2 separate regions of the Pan troglodytes genome follow, and region 1 is linked to region 2. A link is a contact called in public HiChIP or PLAC-seq data. All regions are on one chromosome and are shown on one strand. The core of a region is the stretch at or near the end of the contact, and the rest is flanking DNA. Distances in the headings are between cores, read along the strand shown. Region 1 holds the start of FRRS1L (ferric chelate reductase 1 like). Region 2 holds the start of EPB41L4B (erythrocyte membrane protein band 4.1 like 4B).

Region 1 (3,357 bases), core at 173-2,672, 150 kb before region 2:
CATAATGGCTGTAGCTCAAGCAGTTATTTTGAACCATGAAGTTACATGCTAAGAATTGTGAAGAAACAGAAGGGCAGGATCCAGAGACACTGGTGACCAAGGAGCCTCCAGACCAGTTCTGGATTACCTATTTCTAGGTTTCTTTCTGTAAGAGAGAAACTTCTATCTTGTTGAAGCTATTAATCTTTGCTTGTTGTATACAGCTGAACTTAATCCCTAACAACAGACACAACCACTAACAGATATGAGCTCCTGGGACTCAACACTTCAAACCCCAGCTTGATTGTTGGATATCCCTCTTAGCAGAAGAAAAGGAAAGTCACTACTTCCCAAAGTTGCTTAAAGAGGCCAGTTTCCATTCCTTCTGACCACCATCCGCTTGGCTTTTGTGCTCGTTGAAGCAGCTCTACAGGGAGGCCCTTGGCTGACAAACTCCCAGTCTGCGGGCCCAGCAGGCCACAACAATGGTGGCTTGCACTAGGGGACCATAACATATGTGGCGTCATAAAAGAGGAGGGATGGGAGTGGGGAGGCTGATGTGACCCAGCTCTGACGGGTCAGTGAGCAGGAACAGAATGCTACGAGGTGGGCGCTGGTCACTGCAAATTTAGGTCAATACAGACAGGGAGGAAATAAGGCAACCTCTCTCTTTAGGTTGGGGTTTTTCTGCTTCCCCCTAGCTGCCCTGGCCAGGTGGCGGCCTCCTCCCCTATAACCCAACCCCAGGCGGCAAAGGTGGAAGCCAGATCTAAGAACTGGGGGAGCTTAGACTCAGCACCCACCCCTATCCACAGCCTTGCAGAACTTGGATGACCCCTCCCTCTCCCAGCCTCACTCTCCCCATCTGTAAAGCGGGCGGCAGGCATTGACAGCTCTTTGGGCCTTTCCTCCAGGCCGGCGGAGGTCTGGGCACTGCGCTCCCCATCCTGGCCTCGCCTCTGCAAGAGCTGCCTCCACGGACATCTTTTCCTACCCCCTCCCCCTCCCTCGCCCCCTCTCCTCGTTCCCCCGATCCTCGGTCCCCCACACCCGGTCTCCCCTCTCGCAACCCCTCGCCCTCCCGCAGCCTCACCCTCCTCCGACAGGTAGCGCAGGTCGTAGAACTCCCCCGCGAAGGTGCCGTAGGAGGAGTCGTGGCGCGGCACCGCCTCGTCGGCGCCCGTGTCCCCCCGCGCGCGTCCCCGGGGTCCCCGGCCCCCCGGGCCCGCACCGTCGTCCGCGGGGCTGGCTGCGCAGGCGGCGGGCCCCGTCAGTAGCAGCAGGAGCAGCGACGCCCAGACCCCCGGGTGCTGCCGGGGCGGCCGCGCCATCGCTGCGCACAGATCCCGCAGCCAGGCCGCTCGGGCCGCAGCGGGGGCGCCGCGGGCGCGGGCCGGGACTGAGCCTCCTCCGAGGCCACCAGCACGCGCCCGCGCAGCCGCGGAGCCTCCCGCACCCCGCCTCCCTGCCTCGGTCTGCGCATCCTCGCTCCAGCACCGCAGCCTCCCACTTCTTCTTGGAACCCCCTCCTCCCCGCACCGATCTCTCCTTCCTAGCAGCTTCCCTTCTACCGTCCTTCTTTCCATTCTCCCCATCTCCCCGACTTCCCTCCACCCAGGCAGATTTGGCCCTTCTAGCCCCTTGCTACTCCGGAGTGTGGTCCGCGGACCGGCACCATCAGCATCACCTGGAAGCTTGTTAGCATCGCTGAGGCCCCACTCCAGACCCATGAAGCGGGATGCTCATTTCATCAAAATTCCCAGGAGATCCCAATGCACGTTCAATTTATGAAACGCTCCTCTAGAGAGTTTACCCTGGACACACCTGGTCAGTGCTGCCTCCTCAACCTTGTGCCGGCACTTTTTGGTTTACATAAAGCACTTGCTAGACCTATTATTTCTTGGATCATCACAGAAGGAACTTGAAATTGCAAGACCCCCACAATAGAGCTAGGTAAACTGAGGTGTTTAGAGACAGAGAAGACTGGATTCACCTGCTTCCTCTCCAGGCTCTTGCGGTGTGTAATCAACAGAGGCTGGCGCCAGTAGGTAAACTGTTCCCCTTCAAAACTAGGCTTCTGGTTTACTCTCTTTCCCTGCAGCAAGCACGCGCAGGCCTTGGAAGGCCCACACCATATCTGAGGGCCATGCTGAATTGTTGATTTTTCTCAAATCCATTCCTGCTGCTCGTAGTTCACTTTTGGCTATTTACTCAGCCATCCATTGATTCACACCAAGCATTTGCTTTATGGCAGGTCCCAGGGTTCTCTTTTGATGATGGTTGTTGGGGTGATATATTCGAATTGCTAAGCTGTTTTCCATCAGAGAGGCGGACGCAATTCCTTTCAGGCTGGTGTTGCAGAGCCAGCATTTTAACCTGCTTTTCCTATTTTATTATTTTATTTTATTGCATAAACAAAATAATTATGGAGGCAGAAAAGCATAGAGGTCCCAAATGCCGACCTAGAAGTCAGACTGCCTGATCTCTCATGATTAGTCATTGACATGATGCAATGAAGATTAGGGAAGATCATAGAGGTTAGGATCAATAGGGTTCAGTGCTGTAAGTGGCATGCACACATGTACACAATATTGTGAAATGTTAATATTCAAAAGGAAACTAGCGATCTTAACCCTTTATGGCCTGATTGGCTGAGAGATAAGGGTAGTGCTGTTGAAATAGGGGAGACATGATAGGGGACTTAGAAGTCAGGTATTTTCTATTAGGTATCAGCTAACAGTGGGCTGTCCAACTGGAATTTAAACATGTTAATCCTGATGGCTGAATTGAGGTGTAATTCATGAAAACCTTGGGTTTCACTAGGTCCCCCAACATAGCAGTTGTCACAAAAAATAGATCAGATTATTTGAAAAAGGTAAGATGAACTATGATTACTTTAAAAACTCAAGAGACTTCTTCCCAAAAAGCATAGCTTGGCAATGCATAACATTCTAAAAAAGCTGATCCAACAGATTGAAAATCTGTTAAAGTGTAGTACTTCAAAACAAAAACAAAAACAAAAACCTTAAACCTTTCTTAAAAATTAAAATTTCTTTATTTTCTTTTCTTCTCTTTCTGTTCACCAGGGAAGGTATGGTCAACTTAGAATGGACCAAAGTTTAGCCAAAAAAATAAAGCATTAGACTTTTGATTTCAGTGTAGATTCTCTGGTTTGGGAATACAAGCTTTTACCTCTTACTTTCCTTTTTATTCCCTTCATTTTGGTTACTGAAATTAACAATAACGGTGCCCAAATAGAAGGCAAATGAAAACCAGGCCATTCTTCTCCGAGTAAATTAATCTGATATAAAAACACGTGGGCAGCCGGGCACGGTGGCTCACGCCTGTAACTCCAGCACTTTGGGAGGCCGAGGCGGG
Region 2 (3,312 bases), core at 470-2,969:
CCCAGGCGCCGCCGCCCTGAGGTGCCCCGCCGACCCCACGCACGGTGCCCAAGGGAGAAAGTCAGGCGCGCCTGGCCCCCCGGGCACCCCGGGGTCGACTCCCAGCGCCCCAGCAAAGGGCTCTGCCGGTGCAAGGCAGGCAGGTCTGAGACAGCCGACTCTAGAGTTAGCTCCCAAGTCACCCTACCCGCTGCGAGGAGGCTGCGGGGCAGATGGGGCTCAGGGAATGGGAATGGGGTGTATCCAGAAGGGATCAGCAGAGAGCAGAAATGGTCTAACCCCCGCCTCCCAAACTTGGGGCGCCTGCCGAGCAGCAAGCGAGGGGATCTCCTCTCTGCTGTCTCATCAAGGCCTGATGGCGAGTTTGAGGGGGGACAAGCTGGACACCCCGGGACGGCCTCACATTGATTTGAGATTTTCTACCCAATAACCCAGTATCAGGAAGACCCCTGCTGGAAGCTAGGGACGGAAGGGGAGCGCCGGCCACCCACACCAGGGGGGGCGGGGTCTCGGGACTTGGGGACCGTGTGTACTGGGGAGGGGGCGAGGCCCCAAGGACTAGGTGGGCGCCAGAGAAATCACAACCCCGCGGCGCAATGTGCCAAGGAGGGGGCGCGGGCCAAAGGTGGGGCCCCGGAAGAGACCGGGACGGGGTGGCCCAAGAAGAAAAAGGGTTGAGGAGTGCTCGGAGAAGGGGATGGGGGAGGGGATCCCCAGGGAGGTGCAAGGGAAGCGCCCCCGAGGCAAGCACTGGGGGAGGGGGAGCTGCCTCCAGGGGCGCGAGGTGCCAGTGCCCCAGACTGGCCCCGTCACTCACCGGCAGGTCCACGCTCACTTCGGTCCCGTCGAGCAGGAAGACGCGGCAGTAGAGGGTGGCCTTGGCGGCGCCGGCGGCGGAGATGTGCACGGCCGCGCCGCCGGTGAGCAGGGGCCCGCCGCCAGCCGGGAACACGCTGCCCCCGGGCGCGGCGGGCAGCGCCGAGGAGGAGGCGGCGGCGGCCGGGCCCCCCCGTGGCCCCCCATCGCGCTCGTCCCCCAGCCCGGCGGCCCCGCGCCCCGCCGCGCCCCGCGCGTAGCGCTGCATGGAGCGGCGGCCAAAGGTCCGGCGCAGGAACCGCAGCATCCTGGCTGGGGGCGCCCCCTGCCTCCGCCCCCTGCGCTGCCGCTGCCGCTGCGCCGCCGCCCGGGAGCGTCCCGCGACGCCGTCAGTGCCCTCGGCCGCCCGCGCCGCCTCTCGCGGGCTACGGCCCGCGGCTAGCCCGCGCCGAGGCCGAGGCCGCGCTCTAGCCGCCTGCGGGGCGCGCCGGCCCGGCCAGCGCCGGCTGCGAGTGGCCGCAGGCGGGAGGGCGCGCTCGGGGCCGTCCCGCCGCCGCCGCCGCTGCGCGCTCTCCCGGGCCGGCGGCCTGCGCGGGCTGCCGAGGGGCTGCTCCCGACGGGCGGCTGCGGGCTGCCAGGGGGCTGCCGGGGGCGCAGGAGGCGGGCTGCGGGCTGCTCCCGCGCCGCGCGCCGGCCGAGGGCCAGCCGGAGCAGGGCGCCTGCGTGGTCCTGGCGCGCTCGCTCCCACTCGCCGCGTCGCGCCCGGGGCCCGAGGAGGCCCCGCCGAGCGCCCGCTCCCAAGGCGCCTTTTCCTGCGCCCGCAGCCCCCGCCTCCCACCTGGGAGGCTGCACCTCCAGCCGCCGCCGCCGCCGCCGCCGCCGCCGGGACTGCAGCACGCCCTCCTCCCTCGGGGCTGCGCCGGGTAATTGCAAGCCGGGTCTGTGCTGCCCCCTGCCGGCCCGAGCGCCCCCTGCTGCTGTAGGTGTGCTCACGTGTGTACACGTAGGTGAGCACACACGTGTTTCCGGCGCCCAGAGCCCTGGAGGCGCCGAGTGCCCCTTTGCACCGATAGGAAAACAAGGCCGCGTGCCCTCTGGGAAGCGTTGCCCCGGAGACCAGGCAGAATAGCACTAAGTTTTCCCCCATGAAAAAATAGCACTGTTTCCTCTTCTGGAAAAGGAGAGGGGTGGACTAGGTAATCAACAAGGTAATCTACAAGGTCCTTGCTACTTAAGTTCTGTCAATTTAAGATCTCAGAGCTGGAAGGACTTTTTTAGTCATTCCAGTCCAGTGGACTCATTCCACATAAGGAACTTGAGGCCCGGCGAGGAGAGGAAGTATTTTTCCAATATGCTACGCAAGAAAACACCTTTCCTCAAGATCTCAGGTCCAGTATTGACATAAAGGCCTGGATAAATAACAGAGAAGGCTAGTGAAGTTGAAAATTACTGAGAAGCAGAGTAGATCTGAGGCTCTGAGAATGAATAGTGTAGGACACAGTGAGAATATTGGAGAGAGACGGAATTGTTTCTAAGCAGTGGCCCTCCAGTATACAAGTTCAAGGTCCGCTTCGAGTGAAGAGGGTTGACCAGTGCTGCTAAATGAGGAATGTGGAAGAGGATGAAGCTGAAAGGAGGTCAGGCCTCTTGGGAAGAATAACACTACTATTTATCATTCCCTTAATCTTGTGCCAAACACCGTGCTAAGCCCTTTCCATTCATCATCTCAATCCCCACAACAGCCTGGTTAGATAGACGTTCTTATCCCCATTGTACAGAGGAGGAAACTGAAGCTTAGAGAGCTTAAGAGACGGGCTCCAGATTCCATGGTTAAGACCAGCTCTTTCACCCAGCTCCAAAGCTGTTGGCTGCTAACCACTACCTCTGCTGCCAGGCAGAGGTGTGTGCATGACTGGCAGGCAAGTGAAGATGTTTGAGAGGCCTGGAAAACGCAGTGGACACAGCAAAAAAAGACAAAGAGGAAGGAGTGCATTTATGAGGCATTCTAAAACAGACATTTATTAAGGATCAGGCGCTGTCTGAGGTGATTTCATGGATGGAATTTTCATTAGTCCACACTCCAATCTTTCCAGGTATTCTATGTAACCCCCAAGTCACATAGGACTGGAGTTCGGGTCTTAAGAGAAGTAATATCCTTGTCCGAGGTCTCAGAGCTCCTGAGTGGCGGCAGCCAGTACCCTCACTCATTGTCTAATGTTCTTTTTATGATACTATGGAGGTCTCCCATGTGACAGTGTTCTCTGAGAGGGCATCTGTAATCGGCCTTCAGGTACCCAATCTACTCCTCTCCCACCGCTCCACCCCAGACTGTATTTAATAGAATACAGCCACAAGCAGATGTTCAAAGGTAGTCCAATTCTGCTTACTGGTTTCTAAGGATAGTCCATTTCCTACTATATAGCCCAGGAGTGCTGTGGCACACTGACTGATAGCCACCCAAAGATGTCCGCAGACCAATTGCTAGAATCCGTGAAT

The links. HiChIP or PLAC-seq counts read pairs in DNA pulled down with a chosen protein or histone mark.
Region 1: a contact with region 2 is called in an H3K4me3 HiChIP or PLAC-seq map of stem cell-derived excitatory neurons, with 2.1 times the contacts expected there. The contact joins the promoter of FRRS1L here to the promoter of EPB41L4B in region 2. A contact is called at or near these places in 1 of 7 Hi-C or Micro-C datasets (blood) and 1 of 1 datasets of contacts at active chromatin or transcription factors (stem cell-derived excitatory neurons).

What each region holds. Positions count from the first base shown.
Region 1 is chr11:29,285,609-29,288,965 of NHGRI_mPanTro3-v2.0_pri, reverse strand. FRRS1L (ferric chelate reductase 1 like) reads right to left here and starts at 1,422. Exons shown (of 5, transcript XM_003312224.4): 1 at 1,073-1,422. The coding sequence starts at 1,310.
Region 2 is chr11:29,132,888-29,136,199 of NHGRI_mPanTro3-v2.0_pri, reverse strand. It overlaps EPB41L4B (erythrocyte membrane protein band 4.1 like 4B), which reads right to left and starts at 1,719. Exons shown (of 25, transcript XM_054658372.2): 1 at 818-1,719. The coding sequence starts at 1,123.